Regions from separate parts of the Mus musculus genome. Here regions 2, 3, 4, 5, 6 and 7 are each linked to region 1. The links are chromatin contacts, called in public ChIA-PET, Micro-C and promoter capture Hi-C maps. All regions are on one chromosome and are shown on one strand. The core of a region is the stretch at or near the end of the contact, and the rest is flanking DNA. Distances in the headings are between cores, read along the strand shown. Region 1 holds the start of Dynll1 (dynein light chain LC8-type 1). Region 2 holds the start of 2610524H06Rik (RIKEN cDNA 2610524H06 gene). Region 3 holds the start of Bicdl1 (BICD family like cargo adaptor 1). Region 4 holds the start of Oasl2 (2'-5' oligoadenylate synthetase-like 2). Region 5 holds the start of Oasl1 (2'-5' oligoadenylate synthetase-like 1). Region 6 overlaps Hnf1aos1 (a long non-coding RNA gene). Region 7 holds the start of Sppl3 (signal peptide peptidase 3).

What was found. Promoter capture Hi-C pulls out the DNA fragments that hold promoters and counts their contacts. A called contact is a pair of places that touch in the nucleus more often than the background predicts. ChIA-PET counts read pairs in DNA pulled down with a chosen protein or histone mark. Capture Hi-C pulls out chosen DNA fragments and counts their contacts.
Region 2: a Micro-C map of embryonic stem cells shows a contact between it and region 1, with 11 times the contacts expected there. The contact joins the promoter of 2610524H06Rik here to the promoter of Dynll1 in region 1. A contact is called at or near these places in 1 of 484 Hi-C or Micro-C datasets (embryonic stem cells) and 2 of 115 datasets of contacts at active chromatin or transcription factors (memory CD8 T cells and thymic regulatory T cells).
Region 3: a contact with region 1 is called in an RNA polymerase II ChIA-PET map of memory CD8 T cells, with 6 read pairs. The contact joins the promoter of Bicdl1 here to the promoter of Dynll1 in region 1.
Region 4: a promoter capture Hi-C map of pancreatic islet shows a contact between it and region 1. The contact joins the promoter of Oasl2 here to the promoter of Dynll1 in region 1. A contact is called at or near these places in 2 of 39 promoter capture datasets (cranial neural crest and liver), 1 of 115 datasets of contacts at active chromatin or transcription factors (memory CD8 T cells) and 3 of 9 other capture datasets (adipose tissue, liver and pancreatic islet).
Region 5: a promoter capture Hi-C map of adipose tissue shows a contact between it and region 1. The contact joins the promoter of Oasl1 here to the promoter of Dynll1 in region 1. A contact is called at or near these places in 4 of 39 promoter capture datasets (the HPC-7 cell line, cranial neural crest, liver and 1 more), 1 of 115 datasets of contacts at active chromatin or transcription factors (memory CD8 T cells) and 2 of 9 other capture datasets (adipose tissue and liver).
Region 6: a contact with region 1 is called in a promoter capture Hi-C map of cranial neural crest. The contact joins the enhancer-like site here to the promoter of Dynll1 in region 1. A contact is called at or near these places in 8 of 39 promoter capture datasets (the C10 cell line, cranial neural crest, embryonic stem cells and 5 more), 1 of 484 Hi-C or Micro-C datasets (the G1E-ER4 cell line), 3 of 115 datasets of contacts at active chromatin or transcription factors (the 230-238 cell line, embryonic forebrain and large pre-B cells) and 3 of 9 other capture datasets (adipose tissue, embryonic stem cells and pancreatic islet).
Region 7: a contact with region 1 is called in an RNA polymerase II ChIA-PET map of memory CD8 T cells, with 50 read pairs. The contact joins the promoter of Sppl3 here to the promoter of Dynll1 in region 1. A contact is called at or near these places in 4 of 39 promoter capture datasets (the C10 cell line, cranial neural crest and pre-B cells), 3 of 484 Hi-C or Micro-C datasets (the G1E-ER4 cell line, embryonic stem cells and forebrain), 5 of 115 datasets of contacts at active chromatin or transcription factors (astrocytes, bone marrow-derived macrophages, large pre-B cells and 2 more) and 3 of 9 other capture datasets (adipose tissue, liver and pancreatic islet).

Annotation. Positions count from the first base shown.
Region 1 is chr5:115,299,464-115,302,554 of GRCm38.p6, forward strand. It overlaps Dynll1 (dynein light chain LC8-type 1), which reads right to left and starts at 1,527. Exons shown (of 3, transcript NM_019682.4): 1 at 1,369-1,527; 2 at 1,050-1,187. The coding sequence starts at 1,181. Gm13830 (predicted gene 13830) reads left to right here and starts at 1,657. Exons shown (of 2, transcript NR_131932.1): 1 at 1,657-1,770.
Region 2 is chr5:114,821,795-114,824,885 of GRCm38.p6, forward strand. 2610524H06Rik (RIKEN cDNA 2610524H06 gene) reads right to left here and starts at 1,674. Exons shown (of 2, transcript NM_181075.3): 1 at 1,519-1,674; 2 at 143-931. The coding sequence starts at 1,651. The coding sequence ends at 645. Gm46920 (a long non-coding RNA gene) reads left to right here and starts at 1,936. Exons shown (of 2, transcript XR_003955777.1): 1 at 1,936-1,995.
Region 3 is chr5:115,730,177-115,733,267 of GRCm38.p6, forward strand. Bicdl1 (BICD family like cargo adaptor 1) reads right to left here and starts at 1,445. Exons shown (of 9, transcript NM_001080808.2): 1 at 946-1,445. The coding sequence starts at 1,383.
Region 4 is chr5:114,895,269-114,898,359 of GRCm38.p6, forward strand. It overlaps Oasl2 (2'-5' oligoadenylate synthetase-like 2), which reads left to right and starts at 1,666. Exons shown (of 6, transcript NM_011854.2): 1 at 1,666-2,594. The coding sequence starts at 2,397.
Region 5 is chr5:114,921,557-114,924,647 of GRCm38.p6, forward strand. Oasl1 (2'-5' oligoadenylate synthetase-like 1) reads left to right here and starts at 1,684. Exons shown (of 6, transcript NM_001359945.1): 1 at 1,684-2,053. The coding sequence starts at 1,856. It overlaps Gm13822 (predicted gene 13822), which reads right to left and starts at 705. Exons shown (of 2, transcript NR_166682.1): 1 at 495-705.
Region 6 is chr5:114,991,958-114,995,048 of GRCm38.p6, forward strand. The region is part of intron 5 of Hnf1aos1 (a long non-coding RNA gene); the gene reads left to right. Among named protein-coding and RNA genes, the nearest start is that of Sppl3, 18 kb to the right of the region's middle. Within about 2 kb of position 1,619, at least 6 of the 459 cell types and tissues checked have an H3K27ac peak or open chromatin away from gene starts, as enhancers often do.
Region 7 is chr5:115,009,861-115,012,951 of GRCm38.p6, forward strand. It overlaps Sppl3 (signal peptide peptidase 3), which reads left to right and starts at 1,664. Exons shown (of 11, transcript NM_029012.2): 1 at 1,664-1,755. The coding sequence starts at 1,733.

The DNA of each region.
Region 1 (3,091 bases), core at 277-2,776:
TGAAAAATGCAACAGAACCTGACAGTTAAATGCCAGGACTTTATCTTTTAAAATCGCTCTCCTCCACATCTACCCAGTCTTAAAAATTAGCAAGTTAGAGAGCATCTGCTACCTGATTCTCCCATCCCATGGACATTAAAACTAGCAATGTGTTCATTTCTTCACTAGTTGGATAGAACCAGGGCCAGAGATGATGTAAAATTCTTTAGGGCTCCTACTATCTTATCGGGCAATCGGTATGAAAACCTCATTTATTAAGCAGAATGTCTCTCTTACAATCCAGACGCACATACTGCTGCATTTGTCAAAAAAAGATATTCAAGCCGGGCGTGGTCTCGCACGCCTTTAGTCCCAGCACTTGGGAGGCAGAGGCAGGCGGATTTCTGAGTTCGAGGCCAGCCTGGTCTACAAAGTGAGTTCCAGGACAGCCAGGGCTACACAGAGAAACCAAAAAAAAAAAAAAAGTATTCATTTTTGTTCCATGTGAGTCTTTCATCCTCCCGTTCTCCACTGGAACCCTCCCACGGCTTCGGCTTCCAGTTTCCTTCCAGCAAACATAGCTTGAGAAGTTGGCAGTCTTGCGCCAGCTTTCTACAAAACTGCCATTTACCAAGCCTCCACCCAAGCCCCCCAAACCACCACTGCCACCCACTTTCCCTGAACTGTCGACTAACTCCCGACTAGAAGGCTGGCAAGATCTCCTCCTAGCCCGGCTGGAAACACCCACGCAGGCAGGCGCAACCCCCCCCCCTCCCGGAACACCCAGATGGATCCTCGGCGCAGGAATTCTACAGCAGGGGGAACTGCTCGCAACTCCCTGATCTTGGAAACCGTTGCTAGGTGGCGCTTTCCCCCAAGGAGCTGGGGGTTTAAAAAAAAAAAAAAAACTTCTGGCGTTGAGGGTCTGGTCTTCCCCAGAGGAACGCGAAACCCTTGCGTCCTTTCTAGAACTATCCATCCCGAGCCGCCCTGAGTGCTACAGGGAAACTGCCAGGCGCCCAGAGGACGCAGAATCGGGGAGTAGGAACTACGCGGCGCCGGGTCCTCACCTTCTTGATATGGGCCGCAATATCCTTCTCGATGTTGTACTTCTCCAACGCCTGGGTAGCGCACTCCACCGAGTCCTGTTGCATCTCTTCCGACATGTCTGCATTTTTGATCACCGCCTTCCGGTCGCACATGGTTACCTGTGTGGTGACGAAGCGCAGGGAAGAGGGAGAGGGGTCGGGTGCGGGCCGCGCTCGCTGCCCTCCCGACCGGCGCCCCCCTTGAGGACGACGCCCCCACCCGCTTCCGAGGGGCAGCTCCCGAGGTCCGCACCGCAGGCCCGAGGTAGGGGGGACGGGGAGGACCCGAGCCCGGTCTCACCGTGGAGCAGAGGCCAGCCGGCTGCTGCGAGCTCCTAGGGAAGGTGCGGGCGCCGCTCAAGCAGCAGAAGACAGCCGGTCGCTACCGAAGCCGTGGCGCATCTAAGCTGCCCCACGCCAGCCGCCGCCGCCTAATCCCTAGGCCCCGCCCTGCGCCCGCGGCCCCGCCCCCGGCCCGCGTCGCTATTGGCCATCCGCTACCGCCAGCCTCTCCCGATTGGCTAGCGGATTCAATGGTTCCCTCAGGATCTTTCCCCCGCGTTTTGTTGCAGACCACAATGCACCGCGCACAGCGTCGGTTGCCCGGGCGATGCGCGGCACGCGTGCGGAGGCCCACACACCCTGAAGGCGGAGCCCCGGGTCGAGTGGCTGGCTCCCGGACCACCCAGCAGTCTGGAAGGAGGTGAGGGCGGGCATTTTCCTCTCGGGGGCCCCACTGAGGTTAGCGCAGGGTGTGTTCTGGAATCGCAGGTTCTAGAAGGCTGGGAGCTGCCGCCCCAGGTGCCGCCCATTTCCACCATCTCCCCCCACCCACCCGGGGTCCGCACGATTTATGGCCTTTGACAGGTGGCCTCGAGCTTAGCAAGGGTGAGCCATCGATGCAGTTGCACTCAGGGTCTCGTAGGGCTTGGTTCGAAGCTCTGCTGTCACATTCCTGAAGTTTGTAAGTAAGTGCGTGTGTCTGAGGAGGCCCTGGGCTTGAGAGGCAAGTTCTACGTTCTGCCACTGAACCCTGTTTTCTTTCTTTTTCGTTTTTTCTGCCCGTGTCCTCCCCACCCTACCTTAGCATCGTCTCCCTAAGTAGCCCCAGGATGATCTAAAGTTCGCATTTCTTCTTGGCGCCTCCCCCATGCGCCATCACACCGGGTTAAATTCCGAATTTTATAACATGACACTACATGCTTATTTCGTACTGTAGCCCCTGTGTAGCTGGTACTGCCCTAGGAGACCGTATACATACTGATAGCCTAATGATTGAAGGAGAAATTCGGGAAAGGGATCGCGTATCCAGGAGGTAGAGCCTGTCTGCCAGGCAGTGGGGACCTCAAGATCTGGAATGTGGGTGGATGCCCAGTGTGTACAGGTGAGGCTGCTTCCTCGGATAGAATGTCCATTTGGGCAAAGTTTCTTGGCTGAGGATTTATTTATACAAAGGAAGACGTATCTTAAGAAAGTGATCCTAAGATGTGTCTCCTCTGGCATTTATGACTAATCGTACCCACATAATAAATAAATAAATAAAAATAACAAAATACTGGGCTACCCCTCAGTCAGTAGAGCATTTGCTTGGTATGAGTGAGGCCAGAGGCTGCATATTTGATCCCCAGGAGGCTCCAGGAGGGAGTCAGAACACTGGAAGACAGGAACAGAAGGATCAGAAATTCAAGTCCAGCTTTGGATAGATGGCGCCAAGGCTAGCCTGGGCTACATGAGATCCTGTGTAAACTGCCCTCCCCCCCAAAAAAATAAATGAAATAAAACGAGTCAGCAGCAGTGAGTGGGTGCTTGACCTCTGCTCAGCACCGTACCACTCACAACAGCTGTGTCTGAGAGGATCTTCTTTTTCTTGCTCTCTTTAAAAAAAAAAAAAAAAAAAAAAAAAGCTGGGCGTGGTGGCACACGCCTTTAATCCCAGCACTTGGGAGGCAGAGGCAGACGGATTTCTGAGTTCGAGGCCAGCCTGGTCTACAAAGTGAGTTCCAGGACAGCCAGGGCTACACAGA
Region 2 (3,091 bases), core at 424-2,923, 480 kb before region 1:
TTCTCATCCCAGTGCAATGGATCCGTAGATCCGTGGGGTGCAAGAGCAGAGGACTTAGATTGAAAGACCCACAACGGAGGACTCCCCCACGTTCTGACTCAGGAGAGGCGACACCCCAAAATCACCCACAAGAAACGGTCTTGCTGCAAACTGCAAGAGGATTTTTATTCAAGAGCGCTCTCAGGCCCACGGTCATACACCACACAGGAGTAGAGGACCGTGGCGCGCCGAGTAGCTGGATAAGGGGGTATTTAAAGGAAGAAACCACAACTCAAGGAGGTGGGAAGGGGGTTGTTGGAAAATACCAAAAATACCAGTTAAGAGTCACAAGGAAGTGCAAAGTCACAAGAGTCAAGAGGAATACCTGGTAATTGTGAGGGTTATTTCTCAAGACAGTTTCTAAGAGCCCCTAACAATAGCACCTTTGAATAGCGGGTTCCAGCAATGGTCAGGGTGGGTCAGGGTGACTTTCTTTGAATGAACACTCTTTGAACCCAGAAAGCAGGTGGGTGGAGGAATGTCGTTATCTGTTTTATTATCACAAAGGCCACATTCCCAAACCTGGGCCTAAAGGCCTAGAATTTTGTTTTTAAGTTTTACTCTTTCAAGATGCCGACTAATTCTTGAGCATAGATAACCAAACTTCAGGGAAGTGCTTGAGTTATAATCACCTTGTCACGTTTTTGTTGGGTTCTGAATTTGTAAACCAACTGAAGCACGAATACCAGTCCACAGCATATAGCAGCACCAAACAAAATCACTCCCACCCATTCCTTAAAGTAAGAAAATGCAGAGGTAAGCCAAGAGGTAAAGCCTCCAAGGGTCACTGGTTCCACTCTGGTTCGATTAAGCTTCTGGATCTGTATTTGCAGCTCCTTGTGCAACCTGTCCAGCTCCTGCGACCAGTTCCCCTTCAGATAATTCGATAAATCTGTAGTTTTAATAAAAGAATCATTAACATACCCAATGGGAGTAATGCACATATGCAGGGTTGATGCCACACAACTCATTTGTAGGACATCCATCATCTGTTCCATGTTATGTTGTAAAACATCCACTCTTTGATTCACTAACAATAACCCTGAGGCGATATGAGAATCACCACTTGTAGAGGCCCAACTCGCCAGCAAGAAGGATTCTTCTGCGCATGTTTATTGGGAGCTTGATAGTGAAAGCGAAAGACCCTGAGGCCAAAAACCAGTGCTGCTTATATAGGCCTAGGATAGGCGTGTCTACACCCCATTGGTTATGCTTTCAGTACCTCATTTACATGCCTTGGGCCAGGCAGTGACTCTGCCAAAAAAAAAAAAAATAAATAAACCCTACTGTACATGGGCACATTGATTGTTTACCCATATATATATAGGTGTCAGCTTATTGAAATCAGCACCATCTTGTAATGGCGTTTATTGGCTTCCCACAACCAGAGGCCCGGGCCTGGGCCCGCCCCCGCCCTGTACAAGCTCCCCACGCCCGGATCCCGCTGCAAACGCGCACCCTCCGCACCGCCCCGCTTACCCAGGCTCTGCCTCCGCAGCACCTCGTAGGACCGGCTCTGCTCCGGCGGCAACCCGGGGCTCGGGGCCTCGGCTCGCCCCAGCAGGAGGCTGCAGAGCACGGGCAACAGCCGCATCCATCCTAAGCGCAGCATCACTGAAACCCGCGCTGCAAGGAGCGAGGGGACGCCCCTTCCGCCGTAAGCCCCGCCCCTAGACGTTGCCGTTCCCCCCCCCCCAGGTCCGCCCACTCCGCTCGCGCAGTTGCCACGGAAACAGGACCGGTAAGGGGGCGAGGGGAGGAGCCATCCTGACCAACTTTGGGGGTGGGATGGTGAATTATGGTTGCGCGCGGAGGGTTCCAAAACTGTGGCAAGCGCTCGCGTCGGGCTTCCCCGTGGAAGGCTTTGCTTTACACATTCATACATTCATACATTTTCGTATTAAATAGTCAATGCAGTCCGAAGAAAGAGACACCGTAATCTCATTTTTGAAAACTGTAAGTTATTTTAAACAATATTTTCTTAAATGCTTTATTTATTATTATATATAAGCACACTGTAGCCATCTTCAGACACACCAGAAGACGGCGTCAGAAATCACTACAGATGGTTGTGAGCCACCATGTGGTTGCTGGGATTTGAACTCAGGTCCTTCAAAGAGCAGTCAGTGCTCTTACCTGCTGAGCCATCTCTCCAGCCTGAAAAGCTGAGCCATCTCTCCAGCCTGAAAAGTGTAAGTTTTATGTATGTATTTTGCTTCCTTTCAAGACAGGGTTTCTCTGTGTAGCCCTGCCTGTTGGAACTCACTCTGTAGACCGGGCTGACCCAGAACTCAGAAATCCTGCCTGCCTCTGCCTCTCAAGTGCTGGGATTAAAGACTTATATCACCACCACTACTGCCACCACTACAGAGTTTACTTTCCTTCTTCCATATGTGGGCATTTTTCAAGCATATTTGTCTGTGTATCACATACCTGGCAGTGCTCATAGAGGCCAGAAGAGGGCGTGGGGTCGTCGGGAATTGGATTTACAGATGGTTGTTAGCCGCTGTGTGGGTTCTGAGATCTGAATATGGGTCCTCTGGAAGAGCAGTAACTGCCGAGCCGCCTATCCAGCACCTGTAGAGTGTGTGCATGTGCGTGTGTGTGAGACAGAGAGACAGAGACAGAAAAAGTCGGAGAATGATGCTATATGGGTGCAGTGCCTGTGGAGGTCACTAGAGGGTGCTGTGTATCCCTCAGCAGCTGGTGTTATAAGTGGTTGTGATGTATCTTTTGAAATCTCTCGGTCTGGACCACAAACTCATTGTTTCTTATCCTAAGAATTTTAAAGTATATTGACAATACCTCGTGGGATACCACACTAGTCTGTTTGAAATTCAAACCTATGATGGTGGCGGATGCGGGCTATGTTCCTTTCCTTTGGGTTACAGTTGGTGACCAGATGGAAAGCACGCCTGTCTTCCTACCCGTGATGTCCTGGTGTCCTTGCTCCGGGGGCATGCTCACCATCCAGTGGCCAATAAGCATCCTCCATCCCTTTGGCTGCAAAAACTAGTTCATGACCTAGTGAGTGGCCTGAGTTACAGGCAGC
Region 3 (3,091 bases), core at 195-2,694, 430 kb after region 1:
CCACTTTGGAATGGCTATCTTTTTCTAGGTACCCTCAGTTACCATTCAAGACTCTTTCTGCTTAAGAGCAAAATCCCAATAAACACAGTTGTAGACGATGTTGTTGCATGGAATTAACAGAAATATTACTCATTTGAAAACGTACTTAGGATTATTTATTAACTGGGGTGTGTGTGTAGGCCGGAGGACACGTTGCTAGTGACATCCCACATGGGTTCTGAGGAACCAATTGGGGCAAGTGACCTTACCCACTGAACCATTTTGCCAGGAAACGACCCTCCCACAGGGGTGGGTGAGGGGAAATGTTTTTAGTAGTGGTTAAAAGTAACATACATGCTAAGACCCAGGACACAGGAAAGTACTACTGAGACACACATAGCTACTGAAGCCCAAACTAATCACATGATGAGCCCTGCCTTCTCTGATTTCTGCAATGGAACCACATCCCCTAATCCCTAAGCATTTGAAAGCTATATAAAGCTCCTTTCGAGGCACTTGTTCCCCACAACTCTCTGCCAGAAAGTTAAGACAAGGGCATCCAGAGGCCTTAATGCCCGGACTGGAAAGCTCTGGGCTAACACCCTGATTAGAGATTAACTGCTTCTCCGAACACCTGAAGCATATTTTAAATGCTTCTCGATGTTCTCATTTCTGTGTGCAGATATCGCCTTGGTGCTGTATAAATTAGTCATACTGTAAGCTCTATTTTAGACTCTGTGTACAATACATATATAGAACGGCCCACAACGGTGAGAGACGTGCACGGACTCACATCCGAGCTGGGTGGGAAAGGCAGGTGGGCTCAACGAACGCGCTGATGCTGGTGAAAACTATCCCTCCTGCCTCCCCGTTCTCGATGATCTTCTTCGAGGTAGACTAGGCACGGAAACGGGGAGGACAGGCAGGCACCCCAGCTCCCCACCCATGCCGCCGGAAGGTCCTCACCTCTAGCTTGTCCGTCAGCTCCTTGTGCATCTGCTCGTACTGCCGGCTCATGTCCTGGTTCCTCTCGAGCAGCGCCTTGCCTAGTCGGGCCGCCAACACCAGATCCTTCTCCTTCTGGCGGATCACCGACAGCAGCTCGGGATCCTGGGTAGGCGGCGGCGGCAGCGGCGGCCCGTGCCCCTCAACCGGAGACTCCGGCTCCGCCTGAGGATGCTCGCCGGGCTCGGACGACCGCTCCCCGGCCGCCAGCAACGCCAGCTCCTCCTCTAAGGCCAGTTCCAGTTCCCCGGGACCTCCGGGGAAGGAGACGAGGGCGGCAGCAGTGGCGGGACTCCGGACTGCGTCCCCGGCCCCAGCGGGCAGCTCCATGCAGCAGGCGCTGTCCGGCTCGGCGGGTGCTGAAGCTCGGCCGGCCAAGCCCAGGCAGAAGGCGGACATGGCCCGCGCGCGCCGAGCCCGCAGCGGTGCGGCCCGGCCGGCGCGCGCCAGGCTGCAAGGCGGGGGGTGGGGATGGGGATGGCGGGGGAGGGGCCCCGCCGCGCCGCCCCGCGCTTCGCCTCGCCTTGCGCCGCGGCACGCGCCCCCCGGGTCCCCGCGAGCCCTGGGCGCGGCGCGCGCGGGCGGGCAGGCGGGCGGCCCCTCCCCCGCGCCGGCGACACGCGCCCCCGCCCCCGGGGGGCTCAGCTGCTGGCGCGCGCCCGGGACGCGGACGACGGGGGTGGGCAAGAGCGGCAGAAGGGGAGATTGAAGAGGGGTGGCGGGGTGCGGAGCGGGAGGAGAAGCCGCGCTAAGGATCGCCGCCGCGGCCGGGGTTCAGCCGCCCTGTTGCTGCCGCTGCTGCTTCTGCTGCCGCCGTCGCCGCCGCCGCCGGCCGGCCGGCGCCTCACGGGGAGGGCTGCGCTCCGCTGTCGCTGCGTCGCTCGTTGCTGCTGCTGCCGTCGGCCGCTCCTTGCAGCCGCGCTCCATGTCCCCCGGCTCGGCGGCAGCAGCGGCGGCGACGGCGGCTGCTGCTGCTGCAGGGGCCGAGGCGGCGGCTCGACATCGTTGGCCGCACAGCCCCGGAGCAGTCCTTCCTTCTTGCCTGCCCGGCCCCGCAGCTCACCCGGCCGAGGAACCCGCCCGGCTCGCCCGCCGGGCTCGCTCCTCCGCCCGCCCGCCCCGCGCTTCCGGCCGCGCCCCTCTTCCCCGCCCCGGGGGCCGGCGCCTGACGCGCGCGGGCACCTGTTCGCCGCCGCGCCCGCGCGGGATTCGCCGACGCTCCGCTCGCCTCGGCCGCGCCCAGGTGGCGCCCGCCTAACCCGGACGTGGCCTCACGCGACGCGGGGACGGATGCGCGCGCCGCCCGTGGGGAAGCTCAGCGCGTCCTGAAAGGCCGGAGCCTCTCCCTCCCGTGTGTGTGTGTGGGGGGGGGGGGTGGGGACGGCCACGCCCCCGGCCTGGAGCCACGCCCTCAGCCTCGTTCCCAGCTCTAGGTGTGGCCACGCCCCCTGCGCGCTCACCTAAGGGTGCGGCTCTACGTCCACCACTTCTCCGACTCCTCCTCAGCTTGGCGCTCGGCCACGCCCCCTGCCTCGTTTTCGCCGGGGCCACGCCCCCCGCGCTCGCACCTCTGGGTGTGGCCTCCTCCTCCTCCAGACTCCCACGCTCTCACCCCTGATGGCGCTCTGCAGCGGCACGCGTCCTCTTCCTCGCCTCCGCGGCCCCAGCCCGCAGCCTCTCTTCGGTTTGGGGAGCTGGCGGGAGCCCCATTTGGATTGGGTCTTGTGGTGGGGTATCCTAGCTGGTCTGTGGTCCGAGGGGGCTGCGGACAATTATGTGAGTCAGGGAGCCAGGCGGAGAGCCATTTGCAGTGCGGGATTTCTATCTGAACCCCTGCAAGAGCTAAGCAGTCGGGAGAGGGAGCCCTCGAGAAAAGGAGGCGGAGGAATGACTTGGAGAACCCAGCATCTTCATACTGATGACTCAGGGATATGAGAGAAAAGGGTTTGTGGAGAAATAACGGGAGAAAACAAAAATCCTGCTTCTAGATGGGGGATACAAAGCACAGACATTCCCCAGTAATAACTACCTGAGCCATGTCCAGCTTTTTCTTTGTTAGTTTTATATGCGTTATCTTAATCTCACAAGGGTTTTATAAGGTGTTGTC
Region 4 (3,091 bases), core at 416-2,915, 400 kb before region 1:
AAATCCTCCTGCCTCTGCCTCCCAAGTGCTGGGATTAAAGGCGTGCGCCACCACGCCCGGCCCTCACATTTTTAAAAGAGAAATAAACCTTTAAAAAAAATTGTAATGGAAATCAGAAAAGGGAGATGTACTCAGTGTGGCGACCTTGTTAAGGACCAAGAGATCAAGCAGACCTAGACCCCTCCCCCCAAAGGCCATCTCTGGGGTCCTGAGGTGAGATTAAAGTCTGAATAACAGACAGCATCCCCTTCAAGCTGTGGTCCCGGTTCACCATCGACCCCCTCCTTGCCTGGGCTTCGTCTTATCCTGAAGGCACTCTGACAAGATGTTAGACTTGTGTGAAATCTGTTTTTAGGAGACAAGATTTCCCTCTGGCTGCCCCCCTTTCCTCTCCCAGCATGAGATTTTTGGGGAAATTACCATTTCTTTGGGACCCATCATTTCAATTATAGTAGTCTGATGGGTTAAGAGACACAAAGTATATGTTTAGACTATCTTCAGTTTCCACCAGACTACTTACAACGTCATCTGACACCTGAGGCATGGCACCCGGGACCCACAAGCACAGGACTCCTTCCTCAATGTTTCTGGGGCTCTGTTTCAACTCAGTGACCCCTTGTTGACATGGTCTCCTTGACCCCAATGGCCATCCACCTTTACACAGGTGGACAGGAGAGTTAACACGTTACTTGGTTATTTTGTAAGCAAGCTTACTAGTAAATCCTTACTAGCATCTGTGTCAAGCAAGCACCTCAAACCTCAATCCAAGCTTCCTTCTTCTGAGAAGAGAGAATCTCAACTGAGAAAATACTTCCATAAAACTGGCCTTTAGCCGGGCAGTGGTGGCGCACACCTTTGATCCCAGCACTTGGGAGGCAGAGGCAGGCAGATTTCTAAGTTCGAGGCCAGCCTGGTCTACAGAGTGAGTTCCAGGACAGCCAGGGCTACATAGAGAAACCCTGTCTCGGGAAAAACAAAACAAAACAAAACAAAACAAAAACTGGCCTTTAGGCAAGCCTGTGAGGCATTTGCTAAATTAGTGATTGATGGGGGAGGGTCCCGCCCCCTTCCCCCCCCCCCCCCCCCCCCGTCCATTCTGGGTCATGCCAACCCTGGGGGGGCAGTCCTGGGGTGTATGAAAAAGCAGACTGAGCAAGCCATAAGGAGCAAACCAATAAGCAGCACACACTCATCCACCGCCTCTGTTCTTGAGTTCCTGCCCTGACTTCCCTGCATGGTAGGCAATCTCGAAGATGCCACAAAAAAAACCTTTCCTCCGCTGGGCGGTGGTGGCACACGCCTTTGATCCCAGCACTTGAGAGGCAGAGGCAGGTGGATTTCTGAGTTCCAGGCCAGCCTGATCTAGAGAGTGAGTTCCAGGACAGCCAGGGTTACACAGAGAAACCCTGTCTCAAAAAACAAAAACAAAACCAAACCAAAACAAACAAACAAACAAAATTCTTCCCCAGGACATGGTATTTATAGCAGAGATAGGAACCCTAACCAAGACAGGATATATAGATGTGTTTCCTGGGTAGTGTGATATGAAAGTTACTATTTGTGGTGACTGTGGCAAAAGTTGCCTTTTAGGCATGAAAAAAAAAAAAAAGCTTAGTCAGGAACCTAATCCTACACCCAAGGCTGCACCTGATAACCAGAACACGTCACTCACTGAAGATAACTAGACAGAAAACATCGTGAGACTACCTCACGCTGTCCATTGACCAGGAGCAATCCTTTGTGCCTCACATCTTTGGGACTGCGGTAGGCATCAGAGAAATGTCACCTCGATGGGCCCTGCAGCTGGAGAGTCTGACCCTGGATATGGCCTTCAGCTAAGACACCTGCACAGATGATGAGCAGCCTCGGGGAGACTAGCTGAGGTCGGTAGTTAGGAATGTGGAGTGTGGATGTTGTGACCCTCAGCATAAGCAGGAATAACCTAGCCTAACCCTATCGCTCGAGACGCCACTAGTAACGGAGACACTATGCGTGATTAAGAATGAAATAAATGCATTTGCCACTGCCAGATCACCAGGCAGATGAGATTATGTGGCCAAATCGCTGCCACTGAAACTGCTGAATCTTACTCTGTTGTGGTAAACAACATCCTGTGCTCACAACAGAGCCGGTGGGGAGACTGCATCCTTAACTCCTGTTCCCTTCTGCCTTGAAGAAGGTAAACTGGATCTCCCTGCAGTTTCACTTTCAATTCTTGTCAAAGCTTGGTTTCTGTTTCCAGTTTCTCCAAGGAGGGAGGGGCAGAGCGCTTTTCTTCTTTCCATGCAACTCTCCATCCCATTGTCTCCTCCAGAGAACGCTGCAGGAAGCTTCTCCCATCAGAGCTGAGCAGAAGCTCAGAGGATTTATCTAGAGGACAGGCTGGCCCAGCTGAAATGGACCCGTTCCCCGACCTGTATGCGACCCCTGGGGACAGTCTAGACCACTTCCTGGAACACAGCCTTCAGCCCCAGAGGGACTGGAAAGAGGAAGGGCAGGATGCCTGGGAGAGAATCGAGAGGTTCTTTCGGGAACAGTGCTTCCGTGATGAGCTGCTCCTGGACCAAGAAGTCAGGGTGATTAAGGTGGTGAAGGTAAGCACACAGGGTTCTGAGTTTAAAGCTCACCTCTGCCCTGTGGGGCTTGTGAACTTGAGAGGTGGGCCATTTCACCCCCTCTGAGTCTGTGTCCTCTTCTTAAGATGGGTTTAGTAGAAGCAGTAAATGGGATAAAGCATAGAAAATTTCTGTGCATTTAAAATTAGCCTTGCAATGCTGAAGGACAGAGGTGGTAATGATAATTTGGGATTCTGGTTCCTGAATGGACCATAGTCACCGGTTTCCATAAAATGTGTGCCTTTGCTTCCTGTCTAAGAAATAATACTTGGCCAGGCGTGTGTGGTCCTGCATGCTTTTAATCCCATCACTCAAGAGGTAGAGGCAGGCAGATTTCTGAGTTCGAGGCCAGCCTGATATAGAGTGAGTTCCAGGGCAGCCAGGGCTGCATAGAGAAACCCTGTCTGGAGAAAGGGAAGGGAAGGGAAAAAGGGAAAGGAGGAAAAGGGAAAGGGGGAAAGGATAGGAAAGAAAAA
Region 5 (3,091 bases), core at 434-2,933, 380 kb before region 1:
TTTTTATAAGAGTTTTTTTTTAATTGCTATTTTCAGACATACACTAGAAGACTGCATCGGATCCCATTACAGATGATTGTGAGCCACCATGTGGTAGCTGGGAATTGAACTCAGGACCTCCTCCGACAGAGCAGTCAGTGCTCTTAACCGCTGAGCCATCTCTCCAGCCCCTCTTCTCTCTTTCTATAGACAGGTCTCATTACGCAGCCTCAGCTGACCTGGAATTCACCGTATCAACCAGTCTGGTTTCACACTTACAGAGATCCACCTGCCTCTGCCTCCCTAGGGCTGGGATTAAAGGCCTGTGCCACCACAGCCCGCTCACTGCTGCATCCTGCATGGACCGCCACACGGTGTCAGACCCATCTCCCTGCCTGTAGCATTGCTGCCGTCTATCTTTAGTACAGAAGGTGGCAGAGCGATCATGCTAGGTTCTAAGTTCTCTGCACGCCACGCTTCTGATTCACCCTGGGAAGGAGGCTGAACGGGCTCACCTGACATGTGACTTAGTGAGCCACTTCCTCTTTGTCAAACAGCATTATCACTTGGCTTCCAGAACGTTCTCCTTTCCTTCACCCTCCTGCTCTTCCTCGTTCTGCTTTGCTGAACTCTTTCAGCAACCCCAGCTCTGAATCTTTAACTACCTCAGAGCCCGGCTCCACCCACTTCTCTACACAGCCCCTGCTAGGTCTCATGTCTGTAACGATCTCTGTTAGAGGCACCTTCATTTGGGTTGTTTTGGCTTTGAAAACGTTTTATTGAGACTGTGTGTGTGGTGTTTGCGTGCTTAAATGCAAACACATTCAAGATGTTTTGTTTCCTGTTTCTATGAGATAAGAGTTTCTCTGTGTAGTCCTGGCTGTCCTGGAACTCACTCTGTAGACCAGGCTGGCCACAATCCAGGTCCTACAGTGTGTATTTCTCATATTTCACGTTTTTCACTGTTTCTCGCCATATTCCAGGTCCTACCGTGTGTTTCTCTTTTTGCACGTTTTTCAGTGTTTCTCGCCATATTTCATGTCCTACCATATGAGTTTCTCTTTTCCTCGTTTCACACCATATTGCCACGCCTAATGACCCAAGTATGGGTCCTAAAATCCACGTGCGGTGGAAGCAGACAACAGGCCCCTGCAGGTTTTACTCTGACCCCCACATTTGTGCCATGACATGCGTCCCCCTCCTAAAAAAAAACCCAAAATACATAAATATAATTTTCTCATATAAATATATGTAAATATAAAGTAAATAAAATATAAATAAAAATTTAAATCTTTTAAATGAAATATACTAACTTTTATATAAATATAATAATAATTCTTTGAAATAAAATAAAGAAAAAGCATCTGACAACCTCAAAGTGTCCTTCTGATTCCAGATTCCTCATTCCTTACCACAGCCATGACTAGGCTCTTTCTCTTTCCAAACCTCAGTTTCCCTATGACGGGTCGGGGCAGTTGGCCTAAGTCATCCAGACAAGGTGTCTCTGGAAGGTCAGACTCAAGCCAATTTCAGTTTACAAACGTCACAAAAGAGAAACTACAAATGTTGAGAATCGAAACTTAACAGCACAAAAGTTGGCCCCATGCCAACCCTGTTAAGGCGGTCCAGACCGGCCAACCCCAGCCTCTGGTCCCTCGGCACACCTACCATGACAATAAATCTCCAAGGAGGGGACCCCCCCATAGAGCCATGCTCCCAAGCTTCTCTCTTCACCCCCCTTTCCGCCATTGGGTGCCAGAGGTCAGCTGGAAAGGAGCCGCCTTAAAAAAGGAGGAGGTGAGTACCGGCAGCTGGATGGGTGCTTGGCTATATAGCCCTGCGCCTGCCTGAGGTAGCTGACGGTCAGTTTGTAGCCATGGCAGTCGCCCAGGAGCTGTACGGCTTCCCGGCCTCCAAGCTGGACTCCTTTGTGGCTCAGTGGCTGCAGCCAACCAGAGAGTGGAAAGAAGAGGTCCTGGAGACCGTGCAGACAGTGGAGCAGTTCCTGAGGCAGGAGAATTTCCGTGAAGATCGTGGCCCGGCTCGGGATGTGCGCGTGCTCAAGGTACTCAAGGTAAGACTGGACTTCACCATTCCCAGCCAGGACAGGGCAAACCCCAGTGCCAGGGAGTCCCCTCGCCTCGTGATCCCTAGTTCACGCTTCTGACATCTCGAGACAGCCCCGCGAGCCTTGAGCAGAATGAACTACTAAAGAAGATAATAAAAGACCACCTCTGGAGAAAATGGTAGGGAAAGCCTGCATATTCTATCATTAAAACTTATACTCTGAGAGATAGATACCATTCTTGTCCCATTTTACAGATGAGCCTAACAAAGGCTCCACAATGTCAGAGCTACAGTGACCACATGCAATGCAAGGCCTCTAGTTGGATCCTGACATGTAATTTGTAAATAACAATTTTTGAGAGCCTGACTTGGGGGCCCATTCTTGCAACCCCAGCATGTGGGAGGTAGAGAAGCAAGAGGATGGTTGGTTCACAGCCTAGGTTACATATCACAGAACAACACACACACACACACACACATACACACACACACACACACACACACACCACAGACAGACAGAGACACAGAGAGAGTGTGAGTTTGGGGATGAGTGGTAAATGTTTAATATGACCTGCATTTTGGTAAGAAAACTGCCGTTTGTCAAGTTAAATCGCACCTACTGGGGTGGGGAACTCTCTTTAGGGGGACACATGCTATGCTGTATTGGGGCAAAGCTCCTTGCTGTCCGCTACTCACTTTAAAGTGATTGAGATGACACAAATGCGGGATCTGTGGATGTGGCTCAAGGCTAGAGTGAAAGCCTAGCATGTACAAAAGAAAGACAGTCACCGATGTGGCAAGTTTAGATGTGCTGGCTGCCTGGATGGTATCTTCTTCCTAATTTTTTCCACGTTTTAATATTTTGATAACTGAAAGACTCTTAAAATGGAGGCTGAGAGTAGCCATTGGGCTTGTTCAGAGATGTAACTGCTGACGTCAGAGCTGGGATTTGAACCCGGCTACTCAAACGGTGACCCAAGTTTCTCACTAATATTTTTTTTTCCTCCTTAAATCCTTCTTCCAACTGCCACCCCTACCCCCTAGC
Region 6 (3,091 bases), core at 369-2,868, 310 kb before region 1:
TGAATGTCAGCATGGAGGCGCAGTAGAGAGAGGAGGATGTGGGCAGAAGAGTCTGGTGTCTAAATCTAGGTGGAGGGGAGTCCGGCAAGGGAACTCCAAGCCAGCACCTTGGCTCTTGGCTGTAATCCCACCAGTTCTGAGCAGAAGCGGGAGGATCTCAAGTTCAAACTCAGCCTGGACTACAAAGAGAAGCCATCTAAAACTAGAGTACCATAGAGCTGGGAAACTAGGCCAGTGGTAGAGCACAAACTCCGTATAATCGAGGCCACGATTTCTTCTCCAGCATTGTTAAACATAAATTAAAAAACGGCATAAAGAAGGTAAACAGGGCAGGCAAGATGGCTCAGCAGAAAGGTGCTTGCCATCAAACCAGACGACCTGAGCTGGACCAACATGGTGGAAGGAGAAAACCAAATCTGGAAAGATGTCCTCTGACCTCCACACATCCACTGTGGCATGCATGCATACACATAGATAAAGAAACAAACAAACAAAGTGTCCTCTGACCTCTACACAGCCCCTGTGGCACACATACGTGCACATATACATAAACAAACAAACAAAACCAAACAAACAAATAGACAAATATCTTTTAATTAAAAAGAATGTATACAGTAGGCCAGGCGTGGTGGTGCACCCCTTTAATCCCAGCACTCGGGAGGCAGAGGCAGGCGGATTTCTGAGTTTGAGGCCAGCTTGGTCTACAAAATGAGTTCCAGGACAGCCAGGGCTATACAGAGAAACCCTGTCTCGGAAAAACAAAAAAAAAAAGAAAGTAGTCCTTATTAATGTTGAATGAGCAGGTAGCCATCTCTATTATCAGGGTTGTTTCCATCTTTCTCCCACTAACTTCCTTCAGTGAATGTCCTTCCAAGCTAAATTTTAGACATAACCCTTCATTGTTTTTTTAAGATAAGTTCCTAGAGCTGTACAGTTTCTGGGTCACAGTGTCTGCCTTCTTTGTTTTTGTTTTTGTTTTTTCGAGACAGGGTTTCTCTGTATAGTCCTGGCTGTCCTGGAATTCACTCTGTAGACCAGGCTGGCCTCGAACTCAGAAATTCTCGCCTACCTCTGCCTCCCAAGTGCTGGGATTAAAGGTGTGCGCCACCACACCCGGCATCTGCCTGCTTTTTTAGCGTCCATAAATACATAGTCTGACAGGTCCCATGCTCTTCGCGGTGCCCTATCCTGGTTCCCAAGCAGGTTGCTGATGGATGGATGGGGTTTCTCCTATTTCTCTGACCTCAGAGGAGCAGGTACCAGTGCAGCTGGTTGAATGCCAGAATTGAGCGGGAAGAAGCCTTCTGGATAAGTCAGGCCTGTGGCGATTCTTGTCCAGTCACATTCATTTTGTTAAATACATCTTGTGGCAGTGGTCTGAAAATATGGTTCAGCTTTAAGAGTATTTTCCTAGTGTGCCTGAATGACATAAACCTGGTGTCCTAGCATGTTTCTGTGCTCCCAGTTTGGGGAGGTAGAGTCAGGAGGGCCAGTAGTTCAAGACCTTCCTTAGCTGTAAGTTTGAGGTCAAAGGCATGATGAGCCTAGGATTTGGATCTGGGACCTGCCCTGGGCCCAACAGACCGGAGCTGGAGAACTGATTCATGGGAAGTGATTTCAGGCTGATTGCAGAAGACCAGTAACCAGTGTGCTAGCTAAGTTGTTCCAGCTGGTGTGCAAGCCTTAATCAATTTGCTGGTTGATTAACTCGGGCGTGTCCAGCTAAGTTGTTTTCTGTGCCTCCTTCCTGCTGGTCTACAGATGCCGTCACACTATTGTGGCCGAAGGGCCAAAGAGCTGGTTCTGGTTTGGGGAGCTGGTTCTGGTTTGGGGAGCTGGTTCTGGTTTGGGGAGCTGTCCCGGTAACAAATCCTTTCCACATTGTCTGGCTTGGCTCAGATATATGCTACTGAATCTAATTGAGCCAAGGAATTTTGCTCTTAATAGTTTCCTTACTCCTTCATCTGTTTATTAAGTCATCCGAAGCCCTATTCCCAGGCTGGCGAGATGGCTCTGTGGGTAAAGGTGCCAAGCCTGGTGACCTGAATCCTGTCGCTTGGACCAACATGGTGGAAGCAAGGTTGTCCCCTACCCATGCATACATACTGTGGCACATTCTTCTCATGTCCAATAAATAGGTAAAAGAAGTAAAAATTATTCCCTACATGTATTAAAGACAGTGTGTTCTTTGGCTAGATAATATGTGAACACAGTATGGTGTTCAGAAGATGTAAAGCCATAGAGAAAAATGCTCTCCCTTACATAGTCACCTTGGCTTCGGGTCCTTGATCCTCTATGGGTAAAGAAGCCAAGGGGTGAGACATTTTGTGGTTCCTGATAGAAACTGTGAGTTTGACCTTGTAATTTTTTTTTGTTTTGTTTTTTGTTTTTTCGAGACAGGGTTTCTCTGTATAGCCCTGGCTGTCACTTTGTAGACCAGGCTGGCCTCGAACTCAGAAATCCGCCTGCCTCTGCCTCCTGAATGCTGGGATTAAAGGCATGCGCCACCACGCATGGGTTTGTATGCTTGTAAATATTTTCGGGGTTGTTCGAATGATGGGGCTGTGTCCTTGCAAGTCAACACTAACTAGAAGATCCTGTAAGTCAGAAGTAAGTCCCAGGCATACAGAACAGCACAGCGTAGCCATCCCTGATTTAAACACACTCTGAATGGAGTGTTTACATTAACCTACAGTTGGGCAAAGCCATCGTCTATACAAAGCATGTCACAGAATGTCTTTGGTTACTTGTCTATTGCTGTGATGAAACCCCATGTCATTGTCTTCAGACACACCAGAAGAGGGCATCAGATCCCATTACAGATGGTTGTGAGCCACCATGTGATTGCTGGGAATCGAACTCAGGACCTCTGGAAGAGCAGTCAGTGCTCTTAACCACTGAGCCATCTCACCAGCCCAGAGTCGTTTGGTTGGTTGGTTTTGTATGGGAGTTGGTTTTGTTTGAGACAAGGTTTCCCTGTATATCCCTAGCTGTCCTGGAACTCACTCTGTAAACCAAAGAGGTCTGAAAGTCCACCTGCCTCTGTCTCCCAAGTGCTGGGATTAAAGGAGTGTGTCACCATTGCCCACCT
Region 7 (3,091 bases), core at 414-2,913, 290 kb before region 1:
TTCTCCAATGCCTTTGGGGAGGGGGTTCAGTTCATTGTACCATCCTGTCTTTACCTCAGGCCTACGTTCCTGAGGTTGGTCTCTGGTCCACCACAGCTTTCTTTCTTCTTCTTCTTTCTTTCTTCTTTCAAGATTTCATTAGCTCAGGCTGGCTTTAAACTTTGTGCCAAAGTCTGTAAGTCAAATTCTCTGCATATCTGAGGATGACCTTGATCTATTGCTCAGTATACACCCCTCCCCCCAAGGCCCACCTACTACAGTTCTGGGAGTACAGTGTCTCGTGGTCTAGTTTTGTTGCTTTAAAAATCCTCCACGTGTCCCTTCAGCCTGATAACCAGTGAACTTTTTGCTGTTTCCATAGTCATTTTTCCAGAATGTCATGTGGTCAGAAACATACACTGTGTAGCTTAAATATGTTTCCTCATCTCTTGCTATATGCTTCTTCACGTTTCTCCCTGTCTTTCATTAACTCATTATAGAGTCTCTCTATGTATTCTTGGCTGGCCTGGAACTCACTATGTAGACCAGGCTGGCCGCAAACTCTTAGAGATCTGCCTGCCTTTGCTGGGATTAAAGGCACGCACCACTAGGCCTGGGTTTTTAAATTTTTTTTCCTAACACATGGTCACACACAACGCTCTAACAACTGAGTTATGCCCATTCACCCTATCAAAGTAGCCTGCACCCTTCCTTTAGTCTCTATTAATTGCTCTCCATTATTAATAGCCCCATGACTCTGAAATAATCTTCGTGCTTTAGCCAGCTCGAACCACCTATGTCTCTTCCCTGAGAATATGCATGTAAGGACAAGGGCCTAGGTGAAGGCGCTGACGCCTAGCTGGCACCCAACAAGGACCCCGCTGATCGCTTCTATGAAGACGAGCATGGTAGCATTTGACTTGGCACCAGGCGCCGCGAAGGGACGTTTGCAGAAACCAAGGAGGGGGACCGCGCAGCGCGGGAACCCGAATGCAGCGCTCTGTCCGCATTTTGACAGTTGACTGGCAGCTGAGGACCCAGGGACAGCCGACGGTGGATGATGGAAGGTTGACAGCTGAGTGGCAGTCAACCGCCGCGCACCGGGGAGGACCACTGCGCGCCCAAGGGGCCTAGCGCGCGGCGGCCGCTGCAGCTAACCGTAGCCCCGAGCCGACCTGGGCTGAGCGCTCCGCGCATGGGCAGCGCGCGCGAGGGGGCGGGGCGCCGGGGTCACGTGAGCGTGTTTTGGGCACGTGACCAGCGGCCCGGGCTCGCCCCCGCCCGCTCGCTCGCTCCCTCCTCCCTCGGCGGGCGGGTGTGCTTCGAGCGGCCTCGCCTCACCGCCTAGCGCCCCCCTCAGCCGTTGCTGCCGCCGCTGCCGCCGCCGCCGCCGGCCATGTCCCCCGGCCGCCGCCGCCGCCGCCCGAGCGCGGCGCTCCCGCGGCCCGGCGCGCACTGAGCGCGGGCCCGAGCCACCGTTTCGGGGCCCTTGTTCTCCGCGCCGCCGCCGCCGCCGCCATGTTGGGTTTGGAGCCGCAGCGGAGCCGCCGCCGCCGCCGCGGCTGACGAGGCCGAGCGCGGAGCCCGGGGCCCGCGCCCGCTCCGGGGCCCAGGGAGCGGGGCCCGTCGGAGTCTGTCGGAGCCCGACTGCCTGTCCTCCGTGCGAGCGAGTGAAGGAGCGAGCCGCCGGGGCCCCCGGCCGCGCCCTCTGCCGCCGGCCGAGCGAGCCGCGGAGCCCCCGAGAGGCAGCACCATGGCGGAACAGACCTATTCGTGGTGAGTGCGGGCTTTTGGGGACGAGGAGGCCGGGCCGGGCCGGGCCGCAGGTGCTCGCGGGGCTCGGGGTGCGGGCCGCTGGGCGTCCTCCGAGCCCGGGGGAGGGGCGGTCATTCGAGCCGCGCAGCGGAACCGACTGGCGCGGGTGCTGGCGGGCCAGGGGGGAAGCTGGAGAAGGGTGGGCAGAGAACGGGCCCGGGCGAAGGTGTACCCCACTCTCGGCGAGAACAGGTGGTAAGAGGCACAACTTGCAAGTAGTGAGGGCGGGAGCGACCGCTTCCGCGGTGGGCAGAGGCCCTGCGGCCCCGTGATCGAGCCCTGGCACAGCGGAGAGGGGGAGTCTTGTTCCAGGATGGCCACATTCTGTAAAGGAAGTCGTCGGTAGCAGCGGGGTCATGGGTAGTCTTTGTAAAGGGGTTGGTACTCTGCTCTGGGGATTCGAAGAGTGCTGGCCGGTGTTCTGGGGGTGGAGGGCTCGATCACGGGAATGTGTGTGTGTGTCCGTCCAGGTTGAGTCCCCCTGCCTGTGGGACTTTTTTTAGCAGCGTGTTTAGGGCTGAGGCACACACACTTGTGATTTACAGGGGGGAGGTGACAGATGCGTCCAAGTTTGGGGGGAAAGAGGTGAGAAGGGCAGAGGCGTGGAGTGTTTGCCGCGGAAGGAGGTTGGTTGTACCGGGGGCGAGTGGGAATGGTGTAGTTGAGCTGTGGCTTGAGGGTGAGAAAACAGGAGATGGGTGGGTTGGTGGTAGGTACCGGGCGGGCGGGGAACCTGGTCGCTGCAGCCTAAGAGATCGGAGATGGTTTCAAGCACTTGTGGCTTGGTACCAGAACTGTCGACTTTTCCGAAGAGTGGGGTTGAAGGTCCGCTTCGTTTTGTAATTGGAAAAGTGAGTTAGTTCTTCATTCCTGGACCCTAAACCTTTAAGTACCAGAATTGCCTTTTCCCTAACCTGTACAGATTGTGTGGCTACCTTCGGAAAAGTGAGTTAGTTCTTCATTCCTTGACCCTAAACCTTTAAGTACCAGAATTGCCTTTTCCCTAACCTGTACAGATTGTGTGGCTACCTTCCCAAAGCACGGGGCAAACTGTCAAGTGTTGGGAGCGTAAGTGAGCTGTAACTACCATAGGGAGACAGTAAAAGAGCCGGGTTATACACGAAAACAAGGGATGGTTATGCTAAGTCGGGAGCTCACTGTGTCCTGATGGAGGGTTAGTGATCGAACATGCTTTAGTAATGCAAACGGCAGCGATGTATGCACAATCTGAAAAAGAAGGTAACTGGGAAGTTGAGAGGAAATAACTAAAAGAAAAGTTGGGTTTTGGTGGCTCCAG